Regions from separate parts of the Gasterosteus aculeatus genome. Here region 2 is linked to region 1. A link is a contact called in public Hi-C data. All regions are on one chromosome and are shown on one strand. Each heading gives the region's core, a stretch centred on a gene start, on an enhancer-like site or on the middle of the called end of the contact. The rest is flanking DNA. Distances are from core to core; before and after follow the strand shown.

Evidence for each region. Hi-C and Micro-C count contacts between places; a contact is called where the count stands out from the background.
Region 2: a Hi-C map of liver shows a contact between it and region 1, with 4 times the contacts expected there. The contact joins two enhancer-like sites. A contact is called at or near these places in 3 of 6 Hi-C or Micro-C datasets (liver, skeletal muscle and tail fin).

Annotation. Positions count from the first base shown.
Region 1 is chr9:18,589,272-18,594,859 of fGasAcu3.hap1.1, reverse strand. No RefSeq gene overlaps it. Among protein-coding and RNA genes, the nearest start is that of LOC120825777, 39 kb to the right of the region's middle. Within about 2 kb of position 2,374, at least 7 of the 9 cell types and tissues checked have open chromatin away from gene starts, as enhancers often do.
Region 2 is chr9:18,719,484-18,725,071 of fGasAcu3.hap1.1, reverse strand. LOC120825525 (protein sidekick-1) reads right to left here. Exons shown (of 41, transcript XM_078109320.1): 20 at 5,301-5,451; 21 at 3,137-3,377; 22 at 1,998-2,113; 23 at 1-141. Among protein-coding and RNA genes, the nearest start is that of LOC120825253, 27 kb to the left of the region's middle. Within about 2 kb of position 3,276, at least 1 of the 9 cell types and tissues checked has open chromatin away from gene starts, as enhancers often do.

The DNA.
Region 1 (5,588 bases), core at 1,125-3,624:
ACAAATAGCTATCCACCCCCCCTCCCTCTAACACACACACACACACACAGACATTCCCAAGACCCCTCCTCCACATAAACCCCAAGCCTCAGCCTCACATTCATCCTACCACGCCATCTGTGACCCAGAGAAAACGGTGTCATGACACCAGCGTGACCTTTTCTGTGCTCTGGGTTTGGCACCCCAACATGATCGCACAAGGAGCATTCGCACAAGAAACACACAACATATCCAGTTTCTCACCATCACTGTCGCTACAGCAGGAAAAGGGAGGGAAAAAAAACATGGCAACGCACAATTTCCCCTCACAGGTCCTGATGCTGGATTTCGACAAACGGTCCAAACGCTAAACCTTGTGCATCAACAAATCGCACACTAATCTGGACACCTGCCAGCACAACAGGGCAACTTAGTGTGCGCCTACAGTTGTGTGCCAGATCGGGCGCCGCAGTTAAGCAGGTCATTGACTAAGAGGAGGATTATCAATGCTTGGAAACTGTGACACCCCTCCCATACACATCCTCAATACCTTAATCCTGCAACGATGACCCTCCAATCTATGTATCATAACAATAACAATGATTTACTCATCCAGTCTAGTGCCCCCCCCTCCCACCCCTAACAATAAACCTGCTTTCATTAGCAGTGAGACGTTGTTGTTGCTGGCCCTGTAACCCGTGTCATCCTCCTGCAGGGACACATCCCAAGTCAAGAGGCCAATCCGGTCTAATACATTTACGTTTTTCATTCAGCTGACGCTTTTATCCAAAGCGACTTACAATAAGTGATAAATCAGACCCTTGTTTCCAGGTCAGGAGGCGTCGTGTCACTTTCCCCCCTGATCACCATGCTGTTGCTCTCGGTGAAGTGGCATCCAGGGTAAATCGATCTAAAATATACACATCAACGAACGTATCACCGGTGCACCGTGTGGCGTTTGGAAGCCAGGACTCTCACCTTGTCCGTGCAACATGTGGCAGCAGCTCCCGAGAAGGAGCAGCAGGAGCAGAGGCGGACACTGGCTCCCGCCGCGGGCCGTCCCCGCCGCCGTCCTCCTCGCTCGGCCCATCGCCGCCGACCGCTCCTGGCTCAAAATCCCCGCTTTCATCACGCAGGGGGGAAAGGGGACCGAGAGCGTCCGTGTCCCGCTTGGTGCTTCAAGTATGCTGCTGCAACTCTCTCTCTCTCTCTCTCTCTCTCTCTCCCTCTTTCTCCCCCCTCGCTGTCGCTCTGCTCCTCGCACACGACTGAGAAGAAGTCCGAGGAAACGGGCTCCGGCTCCGCGCCTCCCCGGGGGAGTGAAGCTCAAGAGCTCCGGGAGTTCACCGCTGTCGCTTGCCGCTTCCAAGGGTCCTCGGCTCCGGTGTTTAAAAAATAAAGATTGTAAAAAACATCTGAAGGAAATAGAAAGAAAAAGCAGACGGGGAAAGGGGGGTCTTCGTGGCTTCACGGTGTAACGGAACGGTAATCTCTGAGTCCGGGTGTCTCCTCCGTCCCGCAATACCTCATTTTAATTAGGATTGATCCAAAAGCGCCGGATTAATACACTTGAGTGTATTTTAGATTTATCGGCTTATTCTCCGCTATCGACCCTCAAACGCGCGCTTGTTGTGAGGTCTTCTCTGGGGGATTTGGTCCCGCGGGTCATTTGTAACTATTGGGAGAGTGCTCGTATTAACAGCGCGCGGATTCCGGTAAACCGACTATGTGCACTCCGACTCTATTGTTTAATTAAACGAACCGGAAAGTCCTTTTTTTCCACCCTCCCGCGAAAGCGTAGTGATGGAGAAGCGTGAAGAAATCCAAAATGAAGGTGAACTGTTATCCCAAGTGGTCGCGGGTCGAAACGACCCACCGCCCCTCCCCGGCTGCTGGCTCTCTTTCCCTCCCGGCAGGGGCTCTCCTCTCCTCGGATACCAGAGAGGCTAAGTTGCCGGTCTTATGTTACACGGAACGATGACACAACAGGTTAGCATGAAAAGAAAAACGCATTATAAGTTTTCTCCGTAACTACTCCCGTCGCATTTGCTCTGTTAAAAGGCGAAAGGGAGCCGGTAAAAGTCGAGAGGGGGGGTAACAGTCGGTTTGAACCGCGGGGGGGAAACGTCCGTTAAACCGACGATGACGAGACTCCCGCTGCGACACTGGAGCATTTCGCTCCCTGTTATCCAGCAGTCTCTAACGGTCCTCCACAACAGTCCAGTCGGGGGAAAAGAAAAAGGTTACTTCCCAAAAAAAAAAAAAAAACGTTTTCAGTGTTCTCCCCGCGTACTCACGGTGTTTTTATAGCGTTTCTTCGTCCGGCACCCAGTGGAGGCTCGGGGAGCCGACTGAAGCGACGCGTCTCCCCTTTGGCTGAACACCTGCCACCCTCCTCGACCGCTTAGGAGGGAGGGAGGGAGGGAGGGAGAGGGGGGGAGAGAGAGAGAGAGAGGGCGCTTGTTTAGACGTATTTAACGGTCTTCGGCGAACAGCTCCTATTTACGGGTGTTGTTTTAACTTTTCCCGCTGATGTCCTCGGTTCCCTCGCTCAGCCTCCCCGTTGGTTTCTCCCTCGAGCTTGCTATCCCAAACTCTGAAACTAAACTTCTATTCACTATCATCCCTTCTTGTGCTGATTGGTCGACCCGAGTGCTCCCGCTGTTCCTATTGGTCAGCCCGAACTAAGGGGCGGGAGGTGATGCCAGCACATGAGAGAGCGTGGTGGAAGGCGCCCCCAAATCCCCAAAGCCCCCAAACCCCCACATTAGTAAGAAGGGTAATAACTATTTATCTCCTGTCTAAAATTGCTACGTAGTCGATTGAATTTTAAGTTTTAGGTTTTAATGGACTTCAAATTGTTACAGTATACTATTTAATAGATCATGTGTGTAACTAAGGAGGTAGTAAGACAACAATGAGAAGAACACGTTTTTTTTAAAGGTACTAACTTCAAAGATCTTAAAATTTTACAGAAGTGGGACTCAGGAACACACATGCTCCATAAAAACAAAAACTGCCTGCAGCCTAGCAGCTTATACCGATAACCTAGTTTCTTCCATGGTGAGGGTCATTGAATCACACATTAATATTAAAAACACAGTGACCTTATCCTTTATTGTCTCAATAAATCCTCAGAGGCAGACTTTCCATCCCCTAAGTGGTCAAACAGTCGGCCCAAACGGTCCAGTTGTGCCCAACACATTCTCCTCAAGCACCTTCGCCCCGGTTCTTCCACTTATCTTTCCATCCCGGCTCATTTGGCAACTGGCTCCTTGCTTTCTGTTTCCAGTAATTAAAGAGGCTATGATGCAACTACTTTCCATGTAAGGTTTTTGCCACTCAGTCTGAAGGGGAAAACTCCAGGGATTCGTCTGGATGCCACATAAAAAAAAATCCCCATCTTGTAGATCCGAATAGCAATCAGAACCATGTTATAATGTGTGGAATTAAAAAGGGAAAGAAATCAATAGGAGTAGATGAACTTGAAGCCTCGTGAGAGTCATTTGCTCTGGCTTTCTCAAATCCCCAAAACACATATTTAGTCAACTGCTAAAAGTTTATTGTCAGAGTAAGTAGGAAACATAAGGATAATTAACAGAAACTACTTTCTATTGTACTGCACAGAAATCAGCCATTTGATTGGAACATTTCAGGATACTGTATTTCTTATTTGTAAACATATTATTTACATTTTTTAAATTCATATGGTAGTTGTTGTTGAAAATATTAGGGATCAAAACATTATTTTCAGTGAGGAATTTCGGTTGTGCAGTAGATGCCAGATAAATCCTCACTGATTGGCTATTCCTGCCCTGAGCATCGTGTGATCTTTTGAAAACTGTTCTTCTGAAAGGATGCTGCTCATCCCTAAAGTCCCTTGTGTAAACTATGCCACGGTGCATCAAAGCCGCTCTGACACCTCAATGTAAACACCTTTACATCCCGCTGGTTTGCCACTCATCTCTATTTCACAGATAGAACTCGCTGCAACTCTGTGACTCTCTAAGCAGGCCGTCTTTCTGCCCGGGTCTTCACTGTCCTTAGCCTGATTGCACAATACCCCAAAACGCCGCCGCCAAACCCTGCATTTCCTCTCAGATCATTTTCCTCAAGGTGCACTGCAAACTGTTCAGCAGCAGCACACCTGGCTGACCGATTTTTCATCTCTGTACCCCCCCCTCACCCCCCACTTCCCGTCCCAACGGTGTTGATACCTTTTTGTGTTGGCCTCCCTGTGGGACCTTCAGTTGCCTCCACCTACCTCCACACCAGGCAAGAAGCAACGCGCTCGGAGACGAGCGAACGACCTCTTAAATATTGGACGTGTGCCAGTTGCTATGATACCATCCCCCTTTTTTTCTCCTGCTCACACACAACTGTGGTTTTTCGCTCTTTTCACAGAGCTACTTTGGTTTGTTTGCAATCATTATTCTTTTCTAAAAGCCTTCCGTTGCACTTTTTTTTTTTAAATGAATATATTACCAGGCTTTAAATAGTATAATGATGCCTGGTCACCTCTGACCTTCTTCAAACTTTCTGACTTGTTTCGAATTCTTCTGAGCTCAATATTCTAATAAAGCTATCTCATTTACTTTCCTCCGGTCTCCGTCCTGTTCCCGGCGAGGCAGGTCATGGATATTGCAGCCATGTGCATGAATGTAAGCAGCATTTTAACACATTTAGCTGCGGGGGAAAATATCCTTCAGAACTGACCTGAATCCTAAATTGAAACAAGGCTGGAAATTCATAAAGGAATGTACAGTAATCCCTCGTTTATCGCGGGGGTTACGTTCCGAAAATGACCCGCGATAAGTGAAATCCGCGAAATAGAAAACTTTTTTTTTTTTTACAATCAGCAACTATTACATGTATACAAATACAGTGGCTCGCGTGTAGGCCGTTTCACTGCTCTTCAGACTGGGCCGCTGCATCCTGACTGCGCTCTGCAGTGTTCTCTTCTTCTGAAGCCCGCGGTGCAGGTGTGTTTGTTCGGGAGAAGAACATAGTGATAGGCAGCTGTTGTCGCTCTTTTTTCTTCTTTGCAAAAAGATCCTTGTACACCGACATGCCACCATCGATTACGTTGGAGAACTGTAATGAACGGCTCGGGAGTGAGTTTTTAGCGAATCAGAATGCAGAGCACAATGCACCAAAAAAAAAAAAAATGCAATATGAAAATCCGCGAAATAGCGAATCCGCGATAAGTGAACCGCGAAGTGGCGAGGGATCACTGTATTGCAGGAAATACATTGACTATAATTTACCCCGGGGGCATTGGACAAGATTTAATTTGATAAAAATGTATCAACTTTTGAAGGAAAGCATAATACTCCACATATAAAATAACATTTATCCACAAAAAAGTTAGAGATTATATGCCAGGGATAACCAGAGTGACAATGAATGGGGGTCATAGAGATATACACCGTACAATGTTTTTAACGTGAAGGACGTTTCCTTCTTCAAAATCATCAAAAGCTCTAAAAAACATAGGAAGTGAAGCATTAGTTTAGAATATTCTGTGCATGTTGAGCGGGTCAAAATTAAATCCTTATTATCCATACCCATCATCCTTAACACGAGCAAACACAAACAGTTTACGGTAG
Region 2 (5,588 bases), core at 2,027-4,526, 130 kb before region 1:
GCCCATCCGCGTGTACGCCAGCACCTGCAGCACGTACATTGAGTATTTCTGCAGAGCGTCGAGCAGCAGCGTCACCCCCCCCTCGCCTTCTGCCACCTGCACAGTGGGGGGGCCTCCCGAGTCCTTCTCGCTGTACGTCACCTGGACACAGACACGCACAGAACGGGCACACGCGTCACACATGCGATCCCACGAATCGGTCGAAAGAGGACAAATATGTAGTTGGTTAAATCCTGTGGAAGCAAAGTAAAACCCCTTAACAGATGGGAAAGAAAGTTTTTAGTCAAACACGATAAGTGTATTTGCGCCGGACTTTCAGCTGCAGATTCGGTGCGCTTGCAAAATTTTTAATTAAACAATTTAGTTAATAGAGCTGTGTATGAGTCAATTCAACTTTCTTTAATATAGCCCCAAATTCCACACACACACACAAACCTCACAGGGCTTTACAAACTGCACAGCATAGAGCTTCACAGCGAGGAAACACGTCCGTCTGTGCCCCGATAAATAGGCCACATCAAGCCTTTGATTACTTTTGGTAATTTGGTGAGACCAGACCGACCCTGTAACACCTACAGCCATTATGAACACAGATCAGCACCCGGTGCTCTTTCACCGGCAACACGCTCACGTGTCCAAAAGGGCTCCTTCCTGCTCTTTCTCCTATTCATGTTCATGCACAGGAAAATGCCAGTTCTTAAGTGTCTGAAAGAACAGAAATAGTCATTGGGAGAGCTCGGCAGGACTGCAGGAGGCAGAAAACTATTCAGCATCCACTGAGGGACGGGAGGTGCTGAAGAGCTACTGCTGGCAGCCGTGGGAAGGCGTGCTGCTCGGTGGGATCCTCAGGAGGGCACAAGAAAACACACACAGATGGGGAGTGTGATGAGCTGTGGGCATGGTGGAGGAGAGGATTTTTAAAAGGCCGCATGGCACAGTTACAGCCTGTTTCTTTAGTAGATGAGTGTGTTTGAAGCACAAACATGTACTTACAAATGAAGGTACATTTCCATCTGTTTTTAAAGCCTCCTTTCGCTATGTTTTGTTTGGACTGGTGATTAAGAGCTGAACTCAATGCCAGATTTATACTGGCAAATAATGTGGCGCGTGTTTTCTCCGTGTTGAAATTCCTGTTTGGGGGCGTACAACGTATATGCCACTGCACAGGAAAAGCTAAACTGCAAAAGAACAGACAACTGGTGGGTGTCGTCTGTTTATTTTATAATGAAAAAAAGGAAGTGGAGTGCATCATAATAAACCTTTGGCGGGTCTGCGTGGGAGAGTAAAAGGAGGAATGTTGCTGCCGGTGAGTGGTGCACTTAGGTAAAACTGAGTGCACCTGGCATTACACCATCACCCAGCATTTATCCAGCCTTTTCTTACAGACCTGAACATGTTCACCGCATCGCTGCGTTCTACGACTTAGTTTGAATACAAGAACAGATGAGCTAAAGTTTGGCAGACAGGGATTGTAAGCCGCGTTGCTTGAGTGGTTCACAAGTCTTGACTTAAATACTAATGCAGGATCTCTAAAGAATATTCCCGGCATGTGTGTATACACAACGAATACGCTCCCGTTGCGTCAGTTCATGTTTTTTTTTTTTCAAATACCAAAAACCATCGGGCTTTATGGATTATTGTCCATTTTTCATAAATGAATAATCCGGGTATTGTTCCCACTACAGCATGACACAAAAACTGCTGTTTTATGAAAGGGTATTAAACATTAAAGCCACTCTCATAAGCATGTGCACAGTTTTACACACACACACACACACACACACACATACTAACCGACTCCGGGGGCTTTTAGAAGAACAAAACTGGAGCAGTTGCAGTGGATTACGTCATTTTTTTAGCTGATATTAGATGCCAATGTGAGCATCCAAAGTGTGCGGAAGCGTTGGAGAAAGTGATAATGGGCTGAGGGGGTCAAGTGTGAAGGCCGGGGCGCGATTGTGTGCATGAGTGTGCGAGTGTTTTTGTGTTTTCTACACCTTGTATCCAAGTACGACTCCATTCCTCTGTGCCTGGGGGAGAGCGGACCACTTGAGCAGGATCCTGGTGGAGCTCACTGCCTCAGCGGTCACATTCACCGGGGACCCAGACGGAACTAGATGATATAAACAAAGCATTTCTAGTCATGTTGAAGAAGAATATTTGTTGTCTTGCTCTTTAAATAAATAAGAGGTAATTTATCCTCCTTCCCCCTCCCAGGACTGCCATGCTGCGCTGATGAAAAATAATCGGCGACAAAGCAACTAGTATTGTAATTACTAATGCGAAATAGTGAGTGAAATCCCCCAGATTCAGAAACATGTAAAATCATGACATGCAAGATAAAAACCAGAATTAAAGTATCACACACAAGTTTGAATCATCTTCATGACTTAATGGTGAAAAATCTGCTGGTGCCACATGGTTTTTCTCCACTATTCAGACTTTGGGTTTTTGACAATATGCCAGAAATAAAACATTCTTTAAACCGAATCACACTGTCAACAGAAACAGCAAAGAGAAAAACAACCTCGATGCCTGCAGTCCTTTAGTACTAATAAGCTAAACTGATTTTAAATTTGAAAAGGCATTTCAGGATGTGGTGGACGGGTCAGATTTTATTTTTATTCCATTCAGACAGCTTGGAGAAAAAAAAACAACCTCAAACAATGTGACTTCTTGAGTGCATTCTGTATCCAAACAATCCGAGGAGCTTAGGGAGCTTTAAAACACCCGGGGATTACCACATGGGACTCTAAGTCTGTGACTTAACAGAATTCGTACATTTGAACTTGTGATTGTGCATGTGGATGGGAAGCGAGGCGCTGCTGCCCTTGTGTCAAAATGTGAAAATCACACTTTCCCGTCACACAAGATACAGATTTGACACATTTAACCAGGTTACTGGGAGTGTGTGTTTACAGCCTCGTGTGTGCGTTTACTGCCCCCCCCCTCCCTGCGTCAATCTTCCCCTGGCTGACATAGAGGGAAAGCGTAGAGGGCGGCGAGCGGAGGGGCCATGAAGGGAGACTGGTGGATGGTAATTGTGCACTTTGTTCCTCATCCTCCTCGTCTCCTGGTACCCCTTTTGACAGACCGCTCTGCAGGAAACAGGGAAGACGACGCTCTGGGTTTTTACCGGATTCCGCGGTGAGGGCGGCGACCGTGTCGCTCCACGGTCCGGGTCCGATGGAGTTGTAGGCCTGGATCTGAACCTGGTACTGCGTCCAGGGGTTCAGGCCGTCCACCGTGGTCTCATTGGTGCCACCCGCTCTCTCCACGTCCTGCGTCCTGTCCTCCCCCTGGCCGTCTGTCCTCCACAGTCTGAGCCGGTACCCCACAGTCTCTGGACTGCTGTTGTACTCGGACTCTGGGAGGGGCTGCAGGGTCACAACGGAGGGGATTAAGGACAGGTCATTCCTGTTTGGACGTCTTTTGCTTGTCACCTTCATGTTTTTCACACAAAAGTGCTATAATTGTTCATGTTACAAATGTTTAAAAACATCTAACAAACATGGTTAAATATAACAGTGACACCCAACTAAGTCTTACGAACTAAGATATCTGCTATTTTCAGCACTTGGCCACACTTGTGCCGTCCCTGCACTTGGAATTTAATTAGTTTTGACTGTGATGGATGAGAGACAAACTATCTACACTGAGGCAGAGGAGAAAAGGATGATTGAACGTGAAACCAATTTCTGTAAAATTGTGATTAATAAAAATGTGGTCAACAGTTTGTTGCTCATTACGACTAGTTCCTGATAATCACCATAGAGTGATAATAACCCACCTGTACCTGTGAGAAATATCTAATACAACGTTCCTCCGGAAAAATGCAATACACACAAAAAGGACACTCACATATACTGAATAAATACATGCACAAAGACATTCAATTGCAATACTGCACAACATTTTTCCAGCATTGGCAAGGACAGACAACAACTATAATTTCAATGTTGAATCACCCGAACTGCTTTAGCTTTATCAGAAAACTGGCATCACTCAAAATTGGTCTCTGACAGCCTTTAAGCCGTAAAATAAAGCCTCTGCCAGATTAACCTTTTCATCTAGACGTCCCCAGTCTCGTCCTGACAACACAAGTGGAATATCAAGTTTAGATCCTAACAATGTGGTAAAAACAAAGACACACACACACATCTACATGTACACAGGTACACACAGATACACACAAAAGAAGTGAAATAGCATAAAGTAGCTCTAAAGAAAAGGGTTATTTATGTGACATGTCTAAATTTAAAGTACATCTTAAAAAGCTTTTACTGTCTTCTCCCCTTTGACATTCCATCCCCTGATCTTCCTCTCTCCATCACCCTCTTCTCCCTGTTTTATTCACACTCTGTCATCCTCTCTCGGCTTCCACTCTCATTTCCTGTCACCCTCCCTCCCTCTGCTGTCCATACTTTTTCTCTGTCACCTCATGCTCCCTCCTCTGCCCCTGAACCTCCACGCCATAATGCATCACACGACCGCCTATTACTCAGCGCCGCTAAAATCACATTAGTGAGAAGTTCGGTCCGTCCGCGGCGCATTATTCCGTAGAAGATTCTTAACCAACTTTGCACAGAGGGAGCGCTTTGTGGCGCGCCGCAGATAAGGATGTGACACACCCCGTCATTTGGAATAGCCCAGGGATGTAGCTCGGCTTAGCATTTAGGAGCTATAATACAGAATGTCACATTAGCTTTATTGCCCTTAATTTGCAGCTTAGAGTAATAGCCTTAGCTAAAACCATTGTGATGGTTTCATTAGAGCAGAAAGGCTAGCATGGCTGAGACTGGGCGCTAACATGCAGGTAAAATCCCATTAGCATGCTGCACAGGTAGCACATAGCGCCTCAGTGTGTGTCTGATTTGACAGGCTCTTTTCTCATTCCAACTCTTAAATGGAAAAATACTCTGCTCTCCATTTATGTGATAATAGAAGAGCGAATGGGGGAGTAAAAGAGAGAGAGGGAGAGAGAGAGGTGGAAGAACGAAGAGCAAAAAAAAGAGAGAAAATGACAATCCCGTTTGTGCTGCTAGCGGTCCGCGCGGTGAATGGACAACCTGACAGATTAGCATTAGCACTGATAACAAGGGGAGACACTGATTATAGGCCGTCAGCCACACGACCGCCTCAAACATGCAACTACTGTATAGTAAAACAAGAACAGAGAAAAAACGATATGCAGAGCAAGTACATCGTTTATATTATAACTTTTTTAATGGGGACAGAAAGGGGCTCAACTGTTTTAAGGACGTGCGTGTGTCTCCACGCATGCTCAGGTGTTTCAGTACCTTCCAGTTGAAGCGCAGGCTGGTCTGTGTGGCAGACAGCAGGGTGAAGTTAGAGGGGTGCGTGTCGGGGGCAGCCTGCAGGGTTTGAATCAGCCTGGAGGGGGCGCTCATGGCACTGGAGCCGACAATGTTCACCTGCCGCATCCTGAACCTGGGGAAGGGCAGAGGGCACAGCTGTAGGGGTGATTTTATAGGACAAGTTTAGTCCAGTTGTCCCGGGTACGAGTACTCCTCAGCCGGTGAATACGGGCGCATGATGTCTACCGGTGGGGAACCTCCGGAAATATC